Linked DNA regions of Mus musculus: region 1 is linked to region 2. The links are chromatin contacts, called in public Hi-C maps. All regions are on one chromosome and are shown on one strand. Each heading gives the region's core, a stretch centred on a gene start, on an enhancer-like site or on the middle of the called end of the contact. The rest is flanking DNA. Distances are from core to core; before and after follow the strand shown.

Evidence for each region. A called contact is a pair of places that touch in the nucleus more often than the background predicts.
Region 1: a contact with region 2 is called in a Hi-C map of liver, with 2.2 times the contacts expected there. The contact joins two enhancer-like sites. A contact is called at or near these places in 1 of 39 promoter capture datasets (liver) and 1 of 484 Hi-C or Micro-C datasets (liver).

What each region holds. Positions count from the first base shown.
Region 1 is chr10:99,437,284-99,442,859 of GRCm38.p6, forward strand. No RefSeq gene overlaps it. Among named protein-coding and RNA genes, the nearest start is that of Gm34983, 20 kb to the right of the region's middle. Within about 2 kb of position 4,013, at least 73 of the 459 cell types and tissues checked have an H3K27ac peak or open chromatin away from gene starts, as enhancers often do. A contact at or near this core is called in liver, where this site is marked.
Region 2 is chr10:98,959,083-98,965,109 of GRCm38.p6, forward strand. The region is part of intron 1 of Atp2b1 (ATPase, Ca++ transporting, plasma membrane 1); the gene reads left to right. Among named protein-coding and RNA genes, the nearest start is that of Atp2b1, 47 kb to the left of the region's middle. Within about 2 kb of position 3,114, at least 34 of the 459 cell types and tissues checked have an H3K27ac peak or open chromatin away from gene starts, as enhancers often do. A contact at or near this core is called in liver, where this site is marked.

The sequences.
Region 1 (5,576 bases), core at 2,763-5,262, 480 kb after region 2:
TTCTGGAATGTATTCATGTTTTAAGCCAAATATCAGATTTTTATGTGTGTGTGTGTTTATTTTTAAGTGAAAAAGGTTATACTTTCTTAGAAGTTACAAAGAAGAATGGAAGTCTCCAAGAAGGGTCTCTTTTCCCCATCCATCCTTCCTTCCCATGTACATTTACCTTAAATCAGTCACCACAATCACCTTTGGTATGAAAACTCTTACTACCTTTACGGTCAGTACAGGAAATGTGAACGTGTTGGAGTGATTGGAGAAGACAGCATGTTCCATAGAGTCATGCACCTTCTTGTTCTAGATTGTTCTGCAGACATCAAGCCACAGTGCCAGCATCCCAGATGTGCCGTCACCCCACTCCCAGACAAGCTCTTACCTGACACAATCCCTGTGATGGCTTAACTTCAGCTATGGAAACCAGAGACAGGGATTTATTACCATTGTTAAAAATAAAGGTGGTTTCTTCAGAACTTAGTGTTTTTTTTTTTTTTTTTTTCAAACGGTGCTGATGGAACAAGAGTGATGCTGTTGGCAGGGATGTGGGAGGGGTGGTAGAGAATGACAGGAAGGCAGAGATGCTACGTTCAATGTGCAGGGCATGCTTCTTTCCAGGGAAGTAATGCCTGAGGAGAAATGAGAAGACTCGTAATTACATCCTGAGCCATAATGATTAGTAACGGATGAGCAATTAATTAAATTCTAGCCATTCATATACATTCATCTGGTGTTCTGGCTACTGAGTTCTAGGGTCTAAAAGTCGCTACTGCTATGGTCTCAGCTTATTACGTCAGGATGAGAGTAGAATGCTATACCAGTAGCTAAAGAGAGGGCTGAGTCTGGAGGGAGGTAAGAGATTGGCCAGTCTAGTGTAGTAAGTTACAGTTAGACAGCAGTGAGAAATTGTGGTGTACTCTGAACAGTAAGCTGACTACAGATAATAATGCATATGTGTAGATATAAACATAGCCTGCTGGGTCTGTTTAGGGATCTTGATGTGTACATGTGTTTAGGGCTGATGGTTTGGGACTGTGTAACCTCTTGGGCGGGGCCTCTCCCTGAGAAAACTAATTCTCTCACTTAGCAGCCAGGAATTGCCTACAACTCTTTATCTAGGGGTCAGGCCTTGTGATATTTCATCCACCCACACTGGCATGTCAATCAGTATTGTGCTTTTGCAGGTCTTGTTTAGGCAACCATGTCGTTAAGATTCAGGGTTGTAGATTCTATCATATACAGAAGACACAACCTCACAGGAGATGTCTGGTTTCCTGGCTCTTGCTACTCCTTCTTCTATGATGTTCACTGAATCTTAAGTGTAGAGGCTGGGCTAGGCATACCATGGTCAATCCTTTTCTGTGGCCAGCTCTGGAGCTGTGATATTGCTACTCTTTCCAGTATTCGGGTTTGAATACGTCAACAGGTTGAGTAATATAGTCCAAATCAGGTCTACTGATCACAGCAGCAGACAATTTTAAGTGTACCATTTTCCTGATCTTAAGACTTTGGAGAAAGTGAATTTTTTTTCTTAAAACATCTTTGAGCAATTTGAACAACCAATTTTCTCTAATAGTAAAATTTAAACGGTGATAGGGGAAAGTCTTTCATACAAAGACAGACCTGGTCTAGATGAACATTCCTTTCCTTTCTTGTTTATAGCCTTTGCTGCCTTCTTCCTCTTCTTTTCTCTTCTTCCTCTTTTCTTTTTTCTCTTCCTCCTCTCCCTTACCTTCTTCTCTTTCTCTTTCTCCTTTTTACTCTTCCTCCTCTTTTTTTTTTTTTTTTTTTAGACAGAGTCTCATTCTACATATGTTCAGGAGGCTATGCCCTCCTTGGATAGCATGCCTCAGGTTAGATTGACCCTTTTAGTATGCTGAGCCATTGTTTGGAGAGAAAAACTTTCTCCATCCTGATATATTAGTGCATTAAGAAGTTGACTCCTAGATTCAATCAAGGTCTCAGGTTCAACCAAGAGAAAAGTCCCTACTGCATAAGCTAAGATAAAACTCTTCGTTAGTATCTAAGTACTGAGCGGGATCCGGTGGTTCACGTTTAGATTTCTAGGAAATTTCCACACTTACAACTAGGAGAAGCTACAGAGAACATGTATGCCCCCACACTTTCTCTCCTAACACCCCTTCACAGGCACAGTGATCAATATTCCCCAATATCAACATCCCTCATCAACATGGTACACTTGTTACAAATGATGAACCTACATAGAACAATGTAACTGCCCCAAGTCTATAGCTTACATTTGAGTTCACTTGCTGTTAAACATAGGCTTGGATAAATATATAACAACATTAATGTGCCAAATAGCATCAGACAGAGTTTTCATTGCAAATATACTCATCTGAGGTCTGTGTAATTATTTTTCTCTCCCTTAGTCCTTATAAAACCACCGACTTATTTATTTAATCCTATTAAATAATTTCGTCTTTTCCAGAATGACATCACATTGGAATCATATGGGACGCACCCTTTCATGTTGGTTTCTTTCACTTTATCACTATGCATTTAATGCATCCATGTTTTTTTTTTCCAGTGTTTTGTTTTTGTAGCCTTAGGAAGCGGAACCTAAGCCTTCGATATGCTAGGCAAGAACTCTCCCACTGAACTGCATTCTAAGCTTGGTATTGGCTCATTTTTTTTTTAAAACAACTGAGTAAATCCCCACTCTATGTATCAGAATTTATCTATTCACTGATGAGGGACTGCATCTAAGCTTTGTTCCACTGAGTGTGGAACATTCATACTCAGGTTCCTGCATGAACACACGTTTTCAACTCCATTTACTGAGCACCAAAGAGTGACTGGTGTATCATACAGTTTGTGTTTTGCACGAAGCTGCCAAACTGTCTTCTACCATGATGGTACTATTTTGTATTGTCCCAACAATAAATGAGTTCTTGTGGTCCACACTTTTGTAGCAATTTATAGTTGTCAGTGTGTTGGGGTTTGGCCATTCTCACTGTTGCTTCAATTTTCATTACATTGGCGTCAGTAAATACACGGCATGTGTGGAGATTAATATTTACAAATGCTGCAATGAGGAATGGAGAATCCAGTTAGCAGAGTGCTAGCCTTGGCAAGCATGAGAACTTGAGTTCAGCTTCCTGGCACCCACGTATAAAGCTGGGTAAATAGATTGTGACTGTGATCAGAGTGCCAGGAACCAGCGACTAGGATGGGAAGAGGAAGGGACCTGGAACTTTTGGGTTCCAAATCATGGAGCCCCAAGATTGGTGAGAGATCTTGTTTCAAAAGTATGGCGTAAAACAGAGGTTCTTGACCTATGGATTGCAACCCCCTTTAGAGTCTAATGACCCTTTCATGGGGGTCACATATCAGATACCCTGCATGTCACATATATACATTATGATTCATAAGAGTAGCAAAATTACAATGTCCATCTCTAGCCTCCGTGGGTATACACACACACACACACACACACACACACACACACACAAACACACACACACACACACACACACATACACACACACAAACTGCCATAGTCATTAGGCATTGAAATTGCATTGTTATTTCTATGTAGAAACAAAGACCTGAATATTCATAGAATGATAAGTATTATTGTAGCCCTAAATCATTCCGTTCTTCTTTAATCGAAAAGCAAAACAAACAAACAAAACCAAAGCAGAAATCCTTGAGATGAACTCAGTACTGAGATAGTAACATGTCAAAAAGAAGGGACTAATGAGATTAGTGAGGATTGTTTTAGTTGAGTAATTAATAAGAAGGAGTGGGGGAAAAAAGCCTATCTTCAGTCGTAGCACTCAGGGCTGGTTCTTTGATCCAGAAATGGATGGGAGTAAGTAAAAAGGGATGTTCCCTCGGTAGCTTGATGATTTTGGCAACAGTCCAACCAGTGTTGCAAGAAAGGAAGCGGCCTCAAGATGAAAATCTCTTACAGGCTGGCATCTGCCCAAAGCTGAGATGTTGACAGAGAAGTGCAGGCACACCCCAAAACATCCTGATTAACTCGCAGGTGTTGTGCAAAACCCAGTGGGAAGAGGAAGACCATACTGCACCCTAGGCTGACTCTGCTGGTGGCCCTACTGGTGTGAAGAGTGCTCGATAGGCTAGAAACCCTAGGATGGTTCGGTGTTTCTGTTGTAGACTGGAGCCTTTCTCAGAGACGCATAATCTTGTTGATCTAGAAAGGATTTCGCAGAACAACTTTCCCAGTGGAATTTAGTTGTCCAGAAATTCCCTTCAAAAAATATCTCATAACACTACGCTGTATTCGGGTAGAAGGTATGTTAGCAGTAGAAGTAACTTCATGAGTTCAGTTTCAACAAATTCACTCATCACAAAGCCGATAAACCGAACGAACCAATGCTGTAATCAGAAGACGTGAAATGAGACCCGCTGGGACATGATTTGTATGGAGTATTTATCATCTTATTTGTTTTTGTATTATTTTCGTCTCTTTATACATCATGAAACAAATTGTGATCAGCATGAGATGTATTTGCGAATGGGAGGTCTCAGCAATCACCTTGTTGTCTTGTGGGTACCCTGGCTGTAGGAGAAATCTTCCTCCTGAGATCAACTGAAACCTGAGTCAAGTTGGAAATGCCAAGTCAATGCACCCAGCACTAGCTAGCATAAAGCTCTGCTGAGGTTTTGTTTATTAAACATTATGATAGTATTGTGATAGCATGCTAGCGAAAAAGTATTATTTAAAAGGTTAAAATGGCAGCCTTGGCTACCACGTTGTGTTTAAACCTCAGCTTGTTTAAATCTCATCTGGAAAGCTCTCCCATGGAACCTTAGAGAACGCTGCAGGCCGTTGGAGGAGCTGTGGTCATTATTTCTCAAGAACTAGAGTGGGCAATCCGACAAAACAAACAAGCTCAGTGCTGTTAAAGAAAATGATTTACGTTCCTTTCAGGACATGTCACAATGAGGACTGCACTATGGACTTCTCGAGCGCTTTTCTGTTTGATTTTCACGCAGAACGAATGGAACACAATGTGTAATGTTCACTAATTGCCAGTTTTATTCTGTTAGCATCTTCCTTAGGATGTGCCTAGGGGCCCAGCGATCTATTTTATTCATATGTCTTTCACCAGTTAGGTTTAAAGTCCCTTCCTAAAGTGGCCAAGCTCCTGTGTTTTCCTATTGCTGTGAGCATTAAGTAGGGAATTAATTTGCACACAGTAGGGAACTGGTTACTTACTGATTCTGCATTTAAGCTGTCTGTGAACTTATTCTCAAGCAAGCATTTACTATTGTAATGTGTGTGGTGTGGGGTATTATGCTAATGAATATTGTCAGTACATAGACTGACTCATCTATAATTTTGTGTAAAATATCATAAAACCATTTTTTATGGACTATTAACTAAAGGAGCAGGTGTTGAGTATTCACTGTTGTTCGTGTTCAGCGCTGATTCTTTAGAAGGTTGGCCTTTTGGGCAGTTAGTATACAGAAATATAAGAAACAACCTTATCAGAGATAGCTATTGGTACTGTTCTTCATTAAAATAGGCTTTTGATGGTTACTATAATTCCTTTGTAAATTGACTGTTCCTTTGCCTAATTTATCAA
Region 2 (6,027 bases), core at 1,864-4,363:
AAAGATTGGGAATGCGGGAAGAGCTTAGAGGACCATTGGTGATGTGATGGAGTGTGCCACAGTTCTGATGCCCAGACTCTCTGCACTTATTGAGTTAACCATAAATCAAATGCTGCCTAATATCTTCTTAAAATATAGTTTATTTTCCAGCCACATTACTTGAACTAGCATGAAAGGGAGTATTGATTTTTTTTTTTCCAAGCTCCTCTTCAGTACCTATAGCTAGAGATTGCAAAAGACCATCTACAACCAGACTCCATAAATGCAGTAGAAAGGAAGACACGGGCAAGGGCCTCATCCTCTCGGCTTGGTGCTCAGTTTTCAAGTGCTGGGCCAAATCCTTGAAATTACAGAGTTTTCAATTAGTGAGACAGAAAGCTCATGTCAGTTTGCAGAAAAGAGTTAGCCTCCCTCAGGACTGCCGGCTTTATTTTTGTGAGGCTGTTGGGTGACATAATGAGCATCCTGTTTCCCTAAGCATGTACGTGTAGGCTCTTGTGAATTGACAGGCTAGAAGCTCTTGAGCACTGAGTAGGCCGGCGGAGCAGCTGGCGTGACATTCAAGTGTTCATGGTGCCTCTTAGCTCCTGAACAGAAGGGAAAAACACTGTTTTAAATTAGAAATCTCTTCCTTGACTGAAGCTGAAAATTTCAGCACCAGAGAGACTAGAAAATGATAGAACATTTGGTTCTCATATTTAACCGGAGGTATAGTATGTTCTTATATTTGGTAAATTGCACAGGATTATATAAAATTAACTTTATTTTGGAGCTTTTCAAAAGCACCCCCCTAAGCAAAAACCTTTGCAACCAAGAATCTTACTGTAAAAATGAAAGATGCCTAAGTAGATCAACAGAATTGGGGGGGAAAAGTATAGTTTATCTTAGAGGTATGAATAGAAGGTAGCTATGTAATTCAAGCATTTTGTTAAATTTGTTAAAATCAATGCCTTAAGGTGCTTAAACTTTTTTAGTTTGAAAGTAGAAAATTATTCACAGTATTTGTGAAATATGAGACTTAAGTAGAAAAATATCAGTGTATTTGGTATTAAAACCAAAACAGTTCAGAGTACCAGCTCACAAAATATTTGTAGAAAATAATCTGCTTTGAGTTATTCATGCAAATTACGAATGAGTAATTTGCCTATTTAGTCCAGGAACTTTTGGATCAAGATGGACATCCAACAGTTAGTTCATGAGTCAAAGTTCAGGTCACAGTCTCATAAAATAGTGACTTACAAAATTGACAGCAGGATCATCATCCCTAGCATCCCAGAATTTAGAAATATGTTTTCCTACTGTGTGCTGCATCAATTGAAGACTTTTCTGAGGTGGAGCCCAGCAGGGCCCATTTTAAGAGCCCTACAAACATTACCAATAAGTAGACAGTGGGGCTGAGAAGTACAGATCTGCAGTACATAGTAGCAATAACGTTAAAATTTATCATGTTTGTTAAATCGAGAGGTTGTGGTTTGTTGATTCTGTAGGTACATCCTTGCGAGATTAGGCCGGTCTCCTCATAGATGTGGGTGTCACACCAGTCCACTGGATAAGATTCTACCAACTTACCTGCTTGTAAAGCAAACGGATCTCTAGTTATCGTTAAGATATCTGTGCTTTAGTTCATTGCCATTGAGATCTTGATTATATACACTAAGTGCTGTGTTGTTATGAGCTTGTAGTCTTAGTATGTGCTGGAAATGGAAGTTATCAAAAGCCCAGAGATGTGGTCGAATGGCCAGTCTATGCCTCTGCTTCAGTTGAGGCTGGCATACACTTTTATAGATGAAAAGTTCGTGGGAATACGGGTTGCGTTGAGGGGAAGATAGAGAAGCTTTTTTTTCATACTTTCTCTGAGCCCGACTGCTGTGTGTGCTTTAATTGTGAAATTCTGAAATAAGAGAAAAACAAAATTCTTACACTTGCACTTGCAAGTAGATTTTTATTATCTAAAAGCCAATCTCATTTTCTGTGACTAAGACCAGATGAAAACAGTTACTATCACCCAACCCTGCCCCACTGGCTTCCCTGACAGTTGTTCAGGGAGCAGAGCAGGCTGTGGAAAGTGAAAACATGCGGCCAGAGAGAGACAACCGTGTGGTGGGAAGGAGAGTCCAGCGGTGGAGGGATTAAAACAGCAGCAACGTCAAGAGTGGGGCAGTGGCAGAGAGTAGCAAAGGTTGCCAGGAAGTCAAACAAGGACTGTGTGATCTTCAGGTTCAGGACCATGGATTCACCGGTCATCGAGAAAGTAGTTTCTCCTGCATAGGAGAAGCTGGAATGGAGGGAGTTGATCAGGGAGAGAGAGGGAAGAAAACCGGAACAGTGCGTTTCAAGGGATTGTGGCTACTTGTGGGGTTGGGGATTGGGAGTTTTATACCATTGTTGCTTAGGAGCCCTTGCTAAGTTAACTCCTGTACTGATCTGATATATTTCTATTTGGCACGGTTAACTTTAACAGTTTATCCCTCCAATAAGCATGCTATATCCTCCAAGCTTTATGAAATACTAAAGCTCAGAATTGTTGCTTGGCCTGCTCTCAGTGATCTAGGAGCATTGTTCAAAATGGTTGTCAGTAGTGTATAATTCATTTGAGACTCTCTGAAAATGTATGTATGGATGGATGGATGTATATACACCCATGCACATATTTTTTTTGAAGCCGGGTCTCACTGTGAAGCCGTAGCTGGCCACTCACTGTGTAGACCAGTCTGGCCTTGAACTCCCAGAGATCCTAATTCCTCTTCCCCATTGCTGGGATTAAAGGCACGGGTCACCAAGCACAGCCTGAAGTACTTTTTACTCTCTACTGTCCAAAAGGATTCAGAGGGAAATAGAAACGACCCATCTTTATACCAAGATGGCTCGAAGACTCCTCAAATGCTAACCTTCTCGGAAATTAGCACATATTTTAAACATGTGGTAAGGTTTTTTGGCTGGTCTGTTATTGAATTGCCATTACTTTATGCAGAGCTGCCTTTTCAAATAGATCACAGCTCAAGGCACAAACTAAAAGCATTTCCACTCAATAAACATTGAGCCCTCACTGGATCCCAAACACAGATGAGGGTTAAAAATCAATAGGACAGATCCTATCCTGGGGTCACAGGTCACTGGGAAAGACAGAGAGAGGTGACTCAAATCGTTACAGATTTGAGAAAACAGCTGTGCTGAGAGAGCAGGTTAGGTCCTCTTCTGTTCTAAGAATCCGCCCCCGCCTACCCTCAGACATTTGCCGAAGCATTCATGCTGGGCTTACTGCTTGGCGCAGCTGCAACTACTTTTACAGTACCCGATCTCTGCCTGGAATAGTCTTCTAGGAGATAAGTAAATTACGGAGGGAGTGAGAATGGTAGGCAGGAATCTTTGGAGATTGATTAATCGGGCATTGTGAACAGTACTTGTTTTCTGTTGTATCAGATCTGTGTAAATGAGATCCTGCTTGGACTCTGTGTGTGTGTGTGTGTGTGTGTGTGTGTGTGTGTGTGTGTGTGTGTAGAGAGAGAGAGACAGAGAAAGAGACACAGAGAGATGGGGAGAGAGAGGGAGAGAACATGCATTTAATAGGAATTAACTTCTAACTAAGCTATGTAGACTTTATGTTCTTTTAGAGTTCTTTGAAAAACATAAAGCAGAAGTTCTGAGTCATATTAAATTTGATTTTTCCCTTGGCTTCCTAATTCCTAACCCAATTTCTAATTGATTTAATGAAATAATTTGGATGCGCTGTAATTTGTAAAGGAAGCTCCACCATTCGTGATTTTAAATTATGTGCTCTCTCTGAAGAGAAACACTGTAGTATCAGACCACATGCTCTTGCCACTGTTAGAATTATATCTAATAGTTGGCAGTAAGGTACTATCACTTCTTAAGAAGAAATATCTCGGTTGTTGAAAGATTTCGGGTTTTTAGGGCAGGAATCTGATGGAAGGTGTTTTGCACTCCTGCAGAAGTAGCTATGGAAGTAGTGGAAGGATTATAGTTTTCTTGCTGAGACACAAGACGGCGTAGAGCATTTCTTTCCTTTTCGTAATTTTTCAGTGGAGCAGGCAGTTGGTCTGGTCTAACGTGTAGTAATTATCTACCGCCCCCTCAAGGGACCTTTAAGGCAGCAGTTCTGAACCTCTAAATCAAGACTCTATTGGGTGTTTGTCTTAGGGTTTTACTGCTGTGAACAGACACCATGACCAAGGCAAGTCTTATAAAAAAACATTTAATTGGGGCTGGCTTACAGGTTCAGAGGTTCAGTCCATTATCATCAAGGTAGGAGCATGGCAGCATCCAGGCAGGCATGGCACAGGCAGAGCTGAGCATTCTATGTCTTCATCCAAAGGCTGCTAGTGGAAGACTGACTTCCTGGCAACTAGGGTGAGGATCTTATGCCCACACCCACAGTGACACACCCATTCCAACCAGGTCACACCTATTCCAACAGGGCCACACCTCCAGATGGTGCCACTCCCTGGTTCAAGGATATACAAACCATCACAGTGTTGAATGACCCTTTCGCCGGAGTCACCGAAGACCATCAGAAAACCCAGATCTTTATATTTTGATGCATAATAGTAGCGAAATTACAGTTATAAAATAGCAACAGAAATCATTTTCTGGCTGGGGATCACCACAACCGGAGAAACTGTATTAAAGAGTCGCAGCATTAGGAACGCTGAGAACCACAGCTCTCAGGGGCTGAGGTTCAGGTTGTCCACACTAACTTGAATGTAATTGAGGAAGACTGACAGAGCAGGCTGGTTCTCTAAGTTACAAAGCAGCTATGGATAAAATGCTGGTCACAGAGAGAAACAGTTCCAGAGGCCAGTGATCCGTCTCTTGACTGCCTATGGGGGGGGGGATGGAATTGATTTTATGCCGATACACATGTGCATGCGTATTCCACACATGCTGAGAGAGAAGGGGAGTTAAGACGGAATTCTCTTCACATGTTTCTTTTGTGAGAATATGTAAAAGCCGTAGTCCCAAACTATTTTTGAGTCCCTTGATCTATCTAATGGCTAAGTGTACAATGTTGTGACAGCTATTTCGCTGGGTGGCAGGTAGACATCAGCACATTGTTAGGACATGTACCCTGACTTCAGGCTTAGCCGTTTCCTTTTGTTTTACTAATTCAGTGTTTACTGTGTGGTGATCAAGAAGTGTTTGGCTTCAGCATCTGTAAAATGGGAAATTAGATTTTATCTCCCATATCCCTTAAATTATATGACTCCTTCATAACTGTTACATAGCAAAGTGAGGGCTTGTGCTTGTTGTTAATATTATGCTTATATTATGTTAAAAATATGTAATATTATTCCAGAAAATTGGTGGTTTTGTGATTAAGGTTGACACCTTACTATTAACTTGATAATGCCAAGTAATATCAAGTTAACACATATTTAGCTTTGATAAATTTGGCCTTTGCCTTTCATATATGCTCACACATTTTTATACATATTTGTAAAGTTATGTTTTGGAATTAAATATAAGATGATCATACATGGGTGCCAATTAAGTTTCGCCTCATTCCCATCTGTCTGTTTGGATCCTGATCCGTTATCTAACATGTTTTCCGATTACCCAGCTTTAAACTTTTATACACTGGATAAGCACACTTCTCACATCTTCAGCTCACCAGCATCTGTTTAGAATCATCAAAGAGTTGGGACGCCCGTTTAGAAGACAGTCTTGTTGCTGACGTTCTTAGTAATAACAGCACATGTTTTTGGCTAGAGGAATCTCATGTTGGTATATGTATTAAAATCATTTCATAGAATGTTTTATATAACTATATTTCATTTCATAAATCACTTAGCTCTTCCCTTTTATTTCTTGTAGTTTGTGTAAATGATTCTTACAATCTGGAGTTACCACTATTGGCCTTTATTGAATCTAGCTAACTTCCATACTGCTTCCTCTGCGGTCTCTTTTAAGTCAGTCTACCTTGTGAAAGAAGGAATTGAGATTGTGTTATTAACAGCGCTGTCTCTTAGCTTACTGAGCAGGTGGACTTCACAGCCACCCCTTCGTGTT